Linked DNA regions of Mus musculus: region 2 is linked to region 1. A link is a contact called in public Hi-C data. All regions are on one chromosome and are shown on one strand. Each heading gives the region's core, a stretch centred on a gene start, on an enhancer-like site or on the middle of the called end of the contact. The rest is flanking DNA. Distances are from core to core; before and after follow the strand shown.

The links. Hi-C and Micro-C count contacts between places; a contact is called where the count stands out from the background.
Region 2: a Hi-C map of liver shows a contact between it and region 1, with 1.8 times the contacts expected there. The contact joins two enhancer-like sites. A contact is called at or near these places in 2 of 15 datasets of contacts at CTCF or cohesin (the NIH/3T3 cell line and stem cell-derived epiblast-like cells), 14 of 484 Hi-C or Micro-C datasets (the G1E-ER4 cell line, adipose-derived mesenchymal stem cells, cortical neurons and 5 more) and 1 of 9 other capture datasets (adipose tissue).

Annotation. Positions count from the first base shown.
Region 1 is chr1:86,598,649-86,602,464 of GRCm38.p6, reverse strand. Cops7b (COP9 signalosome subunit 7B) reads right to left here. Exons shown (of 8, transcript NM_172974.3): 6 at 3,260-3,462; 7 at 1,277-1,382. Among named protein-coding and RNA genes, the nearest start is that of Cops7b, 18 kb to the right of the region's middle. Within about 2 kb of position 2,139, at least 17 of the 459 cell types and tissues checked have an H3K27ac peak or open chromatin away from gene starts, as enhancers often do. A contact at or near this core is called in liver, where this site is marked.
Region 2 is chr1:86,877,238-86,881,053 of GRCm38.p6, reverse strand. Dis3l2 (DIS3 like 3'-5' exoribonuclease 2) reads right to left here. Exons shown (of 21, transcript NM_153530.2): 9 at 2,478-2,651. Among named protein-coding and RNA genes, the nearest start is that of Gm41909, 49 kb to the left of the region's middle. Within about 2 kb of position 1,928, at least 4 of the 459 cell types and tissues checked have an H3K27ac peak or open chromatin away from gene starts, as enhancers often do. A contact at or near this core is called in liver, where this site is marked.

The DNA.
Region 1 (3,816 bases), core at 890-3,389:
ACACACACACACACACACACAGACACACACACAAACACACAAAACCAAACCACTTACTCTTGTTCTATTACCTAAGTTGGGTGGAACACAGCCTATTTTGTGAACATGTAACAACAGCTAGATATTAATATCCCACAAAACACCAGACATAGGCACATTCAAATATAAAGAAAAATAGATTCCAAAAGCAAATGCAATGAAAGGGGCTTTGTGGTGCTGCAAGCCATCGTTCCTTTCCCTCCAGAGTAGCTGCTCGGAGACACTGCAAAGCCCGGGAATGCTACTGTTGCATTATGTCTCCCCAGGTACACTGAATATACTTAATAATGGTTTTTGATAAAAGGCTAATACAAGAGAATTCTCAGGCAGTTTGTCATAGGGCTGACTGAACTCAGAGGGGGGCTTTGGAAGGCACAACTCTCCAGAAAATTGTTGTTCTAAAGACTTGGAAGGAAAACATCTAGTTTCTCCCCTCTGGGAACAACAATGTAGTTTAAAGACAAATGGGGAAAAAATGTATCTCACCTATTCAATTGAGAAAATGGTTATAATGTGGGCCAAGCGTAACAGAAGAAGAACACAGGAGCATATGACATAATTACCTCTGTAGAGATGTGCTGTGTTCAGGTGAGCATACAGTAAGCCCTCAAGTATGGCTCAGCCAGATGAGCTCATGGTTCCAGGCAATGAACAAAGCCCTGAGTCCTGCCCTCACTGTTCACATCAGTCTGTCTAACTTCTAGAAGGCCAGTAGGTAATGTATTATTTTAACTGGTATGGCAGAGGTAACCTGGCCTCTTCCTCACATTTATTTCAAAGTTTAGTAGTTTTTGATATTTTATTCATGTGCATGTGCGTGTGCATGAATGTACATCTGTGTACATGTGCATGTAAGAGCCCATGGAGGCCAGAAGGCGGCACTGCAGACCCAGAACTAGAGTTTTGGGTGGTTGTGAGCTGCTGTGTGAGTGGTGAGAGCCAAACCTAAGTCCTCGGTAAAAGCAGTAAGTCCACGTAACCACTTAGCCATCTCTCACACAGCACAACATTTCTTCTCCTCAGTAGCTGCAACATCATATGTACAGTGCAGATGTATGCATTCTACACTCTAAACCTGCTCACTCCCTGCTAACTCCCTATATCCCAGTACTAAGCCCAAGGCGTGTTTACTGGCTATTTGTTATACTCACACCAAAGTAATGACAACATGAAGGCACTGCAAACTAATTCCTAGGCACACCCCAAGGAAAGGAAAAAATGCCCTGGTTTTCTTTACCTCGGCTTCCACCTGCTGCTGAGTCCGGTGGTGGTTCTCTTTGTACTGGTTGGCTCTCAGAACCTGCTGCTCAATGCCCAAGAGAACTGCCTCACAGCCGTCACACCTGCAATGGGAAAAGCCAGCCCTGAGCTGCAGTGAAGCCCAGGCAGTCTCCTCCCTCCAAACCCTTCCAGCACTTTACAGGACTTTCTTTAGCAGGGGGCTGCCAGGTGGTTGTGTTGGTCCCCTCCCTCCTTCCCAACAAGGTCATCTAAATATGTAACACAGGCCAAGGGCACAGCGGAGGCTTTTGGGCAGCTTCTTGGACTACAGCTCTAATTTCCAGTCCTCGCAGCCCATAAGAAACAGTTTTATAGACTAAGACTGAAAGAGGGACAAAGTACAAGTGACACTGACTGATCCCTTTCTACAAAAGAAAAAAAAATAAATGTTGTATTTTAGAGATTGCCTTTTTCCTTAGAATTTGAAGTTATTTCCTAGTTAACAATCACTTCTCCCTTCTCACTTGGTAACACATGCCTTTAATCTCAGCATTCAGGAAGCAGAGGCAGAAGCAGGCAGACCTCTGATTTTACGGTTAGCCTGGTTGATACCAGCCAGGTCTACAAAATGAGATCTTGTCTTATAAAATAAAAAACGTTTTGAAAAGCAATATAATGAAAATTCACATACTGTTTACTACTATGCAAAATGTCCAACATTCTGCCATGTTTTTACCTTCTCAGGACAATAATTCTATTTCCAGCCCACCTGTAACATATAAATAGGAGCTCTGAGAATCTCTTCTGGTGGCTGAAGAGATGACTCAGTGGTTAGGACAATTGCTGCTCTTACACAGGATCAAAGTTCAGTTTCCAACACCCACACACTAGCTCATGATCATGCACAACTCCGGTTCCAGGGAATCTGACGCCCTCTTCTGACCTCTATGTACTAGATAAACACACAGTGCACTTCTATACATGTAAGCAAGATGCCTATTTTATATATATAATAAAATTAAAACATCTGGGTGTGGTGGCACTTGGGAGGCAGTCAGACAAATCTGACTTTAAGGCAAACCTGGAATGCATAGTTATAGTTAGTTCCAGGCAAGCCTGGGCTAGAGAACAAGGCCTGTTTTGATAAAACAAAAACAAAAGCAAGTTTCCCTATCTCTCAGCACAAAGCTGCCCACTCTGCCTAGTGACATACAACATGCCACACGCCTATGTGGGGACAATCTCTCCACTCTCAATAATGCTCTCTTCCTCAAAACTTCCTCACACTTCCCAAAAATGCTCTGGTTTCATAATCTCCAAATCACTTAAATAAATAGCTCATAACAAATATAAATCGTGTAATCACTTTTGCAAGCATCCAATTCTACTAAAATAAGAATATACTCAAAAGTCTCAGTTCTTTTTACTAAATTCCTTTTATTCATTGGAGGGGAGAATAAAGAGATACATTCTCCAACTCACAATCCTTCTGCCTTGGCATCCTAAGTGCTAGGATTGGGGTTACAGGAATGTACCACCACACCCAGCTGCCTTGACTGTCAAATATTGTATGCATCGGTGTTCCAGATCACAAAGGCCTATTCACAGTTGTCTTCCCCACAATGCTTCACTAGCACTACTAGCTCAACATGTCACTGGCAAACACTAACTTCCTGCTCTTGGTGTATGTTTATAAGGTGCAGATTTAGTGCTGCACAGTCAGAACGCAGAGACTCTACCTGTAACTCCACATGAATATTTTATAGCCCACTGTTAAACAGCCCAGCTGCATTTAAAATCAATTTTATAAGCCAGGCACCAGGAATCTTTCCAAGCTTCCTAATGCCACACAGCTGTAATCACAAATGCAGTCCCACTCTCTGTTTCAGTGTCCAAAGACCCCAGCTTTGGCTTCCTCAAGCTCACTTCTGAAAGTCACAGTGCTGCAGAGAGAGGCACAAAGGACCTACTAGATTCTCCCTCCATCTCCCAGCCTCACCACTCATGCAAGGTCTTGACAATGTTATTGATATCTTTCTTCCGGATGTCACGGCCAATGCAGAAATCCACTTCCAGGAGCTGATTTCGCTGGTCCAGTTTGCCCTGGATGATGTCAGTGTAGACAGCCTCAATGATAAGGTCTTCTAGTTCCCTGAGATTCCTCATCTCCAGGTCTTTCAGCAGCACAGAGTAGGGGATACACTGTGGATAGGTCATATGACAGTCGGCAAGCATTGAAAAAAATTTCAAGCATTACCCACACAGGTAATAATGGAGACTCTGTTTATACGATGCAGGGCAGTGGTAATCACCAAAATCTGAGATAGTGAGAGATTATTATTACTGTGGAACCTATGGCACTCAACAACATCCTGTAGCACCCAAGGAGGTACCTTTCCAGTTCTCTATGTCCTAGACTTCACCCAGCTCTCAGCTGCCACATCCACACTCTCATGATGCAGAACCCCCCTTCCACAGGAAAGAGAAATAGCTTAGCATGTGCTACACTGCCACCTTCTGGAAGCTTGCAGACTTTGCATAAAATGCTGAATGATT
Region 2 (3,816 bases), core at 679-3,178, 280 kb before region 1:
AAAATTTAAATGTAAAAGAATAATTTAATCTGATCTGAATTTTAGAAACATAATCTTGGGGACAGGAGATGAGAGTGAAAATACTGGAAAGCTAAAGGGGTTTAAAACCCGTCACTACTTTAATGCAGAGACATCTACAAAGGCCCTCTACTTTTGGGTTCTTTCTCAGAGCACATGGTTAGACTTTAACAGAAGCTTTCTGCAGAGCAAGGTCTATTCTGTAGCTCAGCCCAGAAAGCAACAAGGGCCAAACCAAAGGCAAGATGGAGCCATAAAAGGATAACTTGGTGTAACCCTGGCTCTTGTGACCACTGAAATGTTTAATAATTTTCTGCAGGTTATGATCAGGTCAGAGAAAAAAATGAGTATATCTATCTTCTGACATTTGTATTTATGATTTCTTGAAGTTATTTTAAAGACTTTTAGCAATGGAATGGTATGCTAAGTGAATAGTTGACTATTGCTTCCCTGCCTCTTTATTACTACCCTGAGCCAATTTCCTCCCACTTTAATCATGTATGTGACCAGGATGATTTACTTCCTTCTATTTTCTATATATGCATACTTTTAATGTGCAGATATGTGCATGTTTTACATATGTTTAGGTGTATTTATATGGCTCTGGATTATTGACTTCACAAAAATACAATCATAGTCACATGATCTGCAGTTTCTTCTTTCACTTAACAGTATTTGATGGTCTCCTCTCTAGGACAGACAATATGGATACAGTCACTTTTTTGCATAGCTGTAGGTAACATCATCATAGGGATGGGTAGACCATAGTTATTAAACCATTCCATTACTGATAGACTCAGCAGTTTTTACAGTAAAACAGCAATGAAAATCTTGGCTCATAAACCTTTGAATACTTCACTCAGTAAGATACATTTCTGTAAACAGAATTTGGGGGTAAAAAGTACATTGAAAACTAAATAAGCACTAAATTAGACTTCAAAAATAATGATTATTGTTTGAATTTAATCATTCCTTGATAATTTTTCTTTTTTTTTGTTTGGTTTTAGTCTCTTTTCCCACTTTTTAAATTCTTTGACACTCTCCTTTAAGAATACATCATACCCAGCCTAGAGGTCTTTTGTTTTCTGAGGCAGGATTTTACCATGCAGCCTAGCCTGGTCTACAACTCACTGTGGAGCATCCTGGATCTCCTGCCTCATGCTCCCAAATCTGTGTCACCACATCTGGCTTCATCAAGTTTTTTATATAGTCCTAAATCCAGGAAAAGATCTCAGTAAGCTCTCAATTGTGCAACAAAGGCTCCAGAAGGTCCAGGTTCAGGGTCCAGAGGAGATAACCCCTATGTGTTACGCAGTAACATCCAGGAGCACACTGTGCCAAATGAACTGAAATCCATGTGTTTCTATCAGCCACACTGAAGGGTAGGAAGGGATTATTATCTCATTTTCTTCACACACTCTCAGCAAGAAAAGCAAAAAACAGACAGTACGTTCTCAAAAGATACAATGCCTGAGAGGGCAGAAAAGGACCCTCAGACTGGACACTTGGAGCTGAAGGCACCATAAGTTCAGCTACAAAGCAAGCAAGTGTGGTGGAAAGACACTGACACGGGATAACCTCAGCAAAAACCTTCCACAGCCTCCGTGGTGGGGTGTATGAAAACTTTCTTGGTTCTAAGTATCTCCATGTGGCATCCAGAATGAATGCCAGTACTGAAACCAAATTCTGAAGAGAAATATCAGAAAAGAACTAACATCCCACAATGAAGAAACATCTTCAAAGAAGATGTTGTTATAAAAATACCACAAAAGTACTTTCCAATAAATTCCAGACCTAAAAGTAAAGCTTTAAAATGAGCCTCCAAGCACAAGGTCCTGAATCCTCTGCTATGTGCCTAGAGAGGCCCACTTAGAGGAAGCACTTCTAAGCAGATAACACTGCCTTTCTGTCATGAGACTGGGGTCCAGCAAGGAGAAGAGACTAGGTAAAACCACCTGCAATCTTTTGAAATTAGAATGGTCTAGAACCATTCTAGAAACAAATGTTTGCAAAATGTTTGCAAAAGAACAAAGGGTCAACATTTTAAGGCAACACAAATGTTGCAATAACTTTGAAGTTGTCATGAAGAATGTCATGGTTGAGCAATATATAAGCAAAGAACCATATATAGTTGTATTCTACTGCAATGTGACTAAACACAGAATTATGAATCTCATATCACTTTAGGAAGATTAGTAACTATTCATAGCTATTAATTATTGCTGACAGTTTTCAAATCATTAAAATCTGAAATCCATCTTCAGTTGATGAGCTCAAGTGGTGGGCTGGATTTAGCTGGTAATCCGTCACTTGCTGACCTCTGGTACAGAAGCACCAGACTTTCAACTGAATCCAAACAGTGGATAAAAGAAGGAAATATCTTAGCTCGACCCCTAGAAGAAACATCAGGGGAGAAGACAGAGCAGGAACAGCTGTTCCCAGGTGTTCCCCATGTTTACCTTAGGTCTCTTCTCTTGCCCACCTCATCAGGTGGGATTGTCCAGGGCAGGCTTTGAGGGAGACATTCAAGAACTTCTGAAGAGAAATCAGAGAAGTCCACACCATATTCTGTCAGTATCCCTTCTGTTTCAGGCTCGATTTCACCAGCCTGCCCAAGACTCTTAGCCAGTTGCCTGTGGACAGAGCAGAGAGTGGACAATGAACTGTATTAGTGAATAAATAAATAACATGTAGGTCTCTGTCTCTTTTCTAAAATAAGTTAATATGAAAATCCTCATGAAGGCTACGACTACAGTACAAATGTACATTCCGGAGAGATTTTCTGACCAGAGGAAGAAGGGCAAAAGGCAGAACTTCTTGGAACTCCTGCAATTTTACTCATGGGGAAGTCAACATTGGTCCTCACATGCCCTTGTTTTTTTTTTTTTTTTCCATTTTTTATTAGGTATTTAGCTCATTTACATTTCCAATGCTATACCAAAAGTCCCCCATACCCACCCACCCCCAATCCCCTACCCACCCACTCCCCCTTTTTGGCCCTGGCGTTCCCCTGTACTAGGGCATATAAAGTTTGCGTGTCCAATGGGCCTCTCTTTCCAGTGATGGCTGACTAGGCCATCTTTTGATACATATGCAGCTAGAGTCAAGAGCTCCGGGGTACTGGTTAGTTCATAATGTTGTTCCGCCTATAGGGTTGCAGATCCCTTTAGCTCCTTATGCCCTTGTTTTTGACAGTCTGATTACATATCCAGGATGCTCTCCAACTGGGAATTCTCCTGCCTCAGCTTCCCAAGTACTGGGATTATAGGCAGGTGCCATCATGTCAAGCTCCAAAGTTGCTATTGTGAAATGTCTACATGGAAGCTTTTGGAAAACTCCTTTAGAAAAGTTTGACCAACTTAGCTTGCTGTTAAATTATGACAATAAGATGAAAGAAGGAAGCAGCCTTCGGCCCAGCCCCTATATTAGGAGAGACATTAGGGGAGAAGACAGAGCTCAAGGATGAGTTTCTTCCACAGAAGCCATGAAAAAGCAGCTCCACAGTCTACATACTGGTGACACTGTGTAGTACCCACAGTCAATACTCCAACCCTTAGAAATTATAAGCCCGATTAAATGCCTGTTTTCTTTTATAAGTTGCCTTGGTCATGGTGTTTTATCATAGCAATAGAAACCCTAACTGAGACAAAAGAAACAATAGAATCTAGGTAAGTAATAGGAAAAAAATAAAGAATAACTAGTGGACAGAAAAGAAACAAACTGTAAAGAAAGAGTAAAACAGATGACATCCTAGTTAGACTCATCAAGGAAAATGGGGAGACAAGGACACAAATTCTA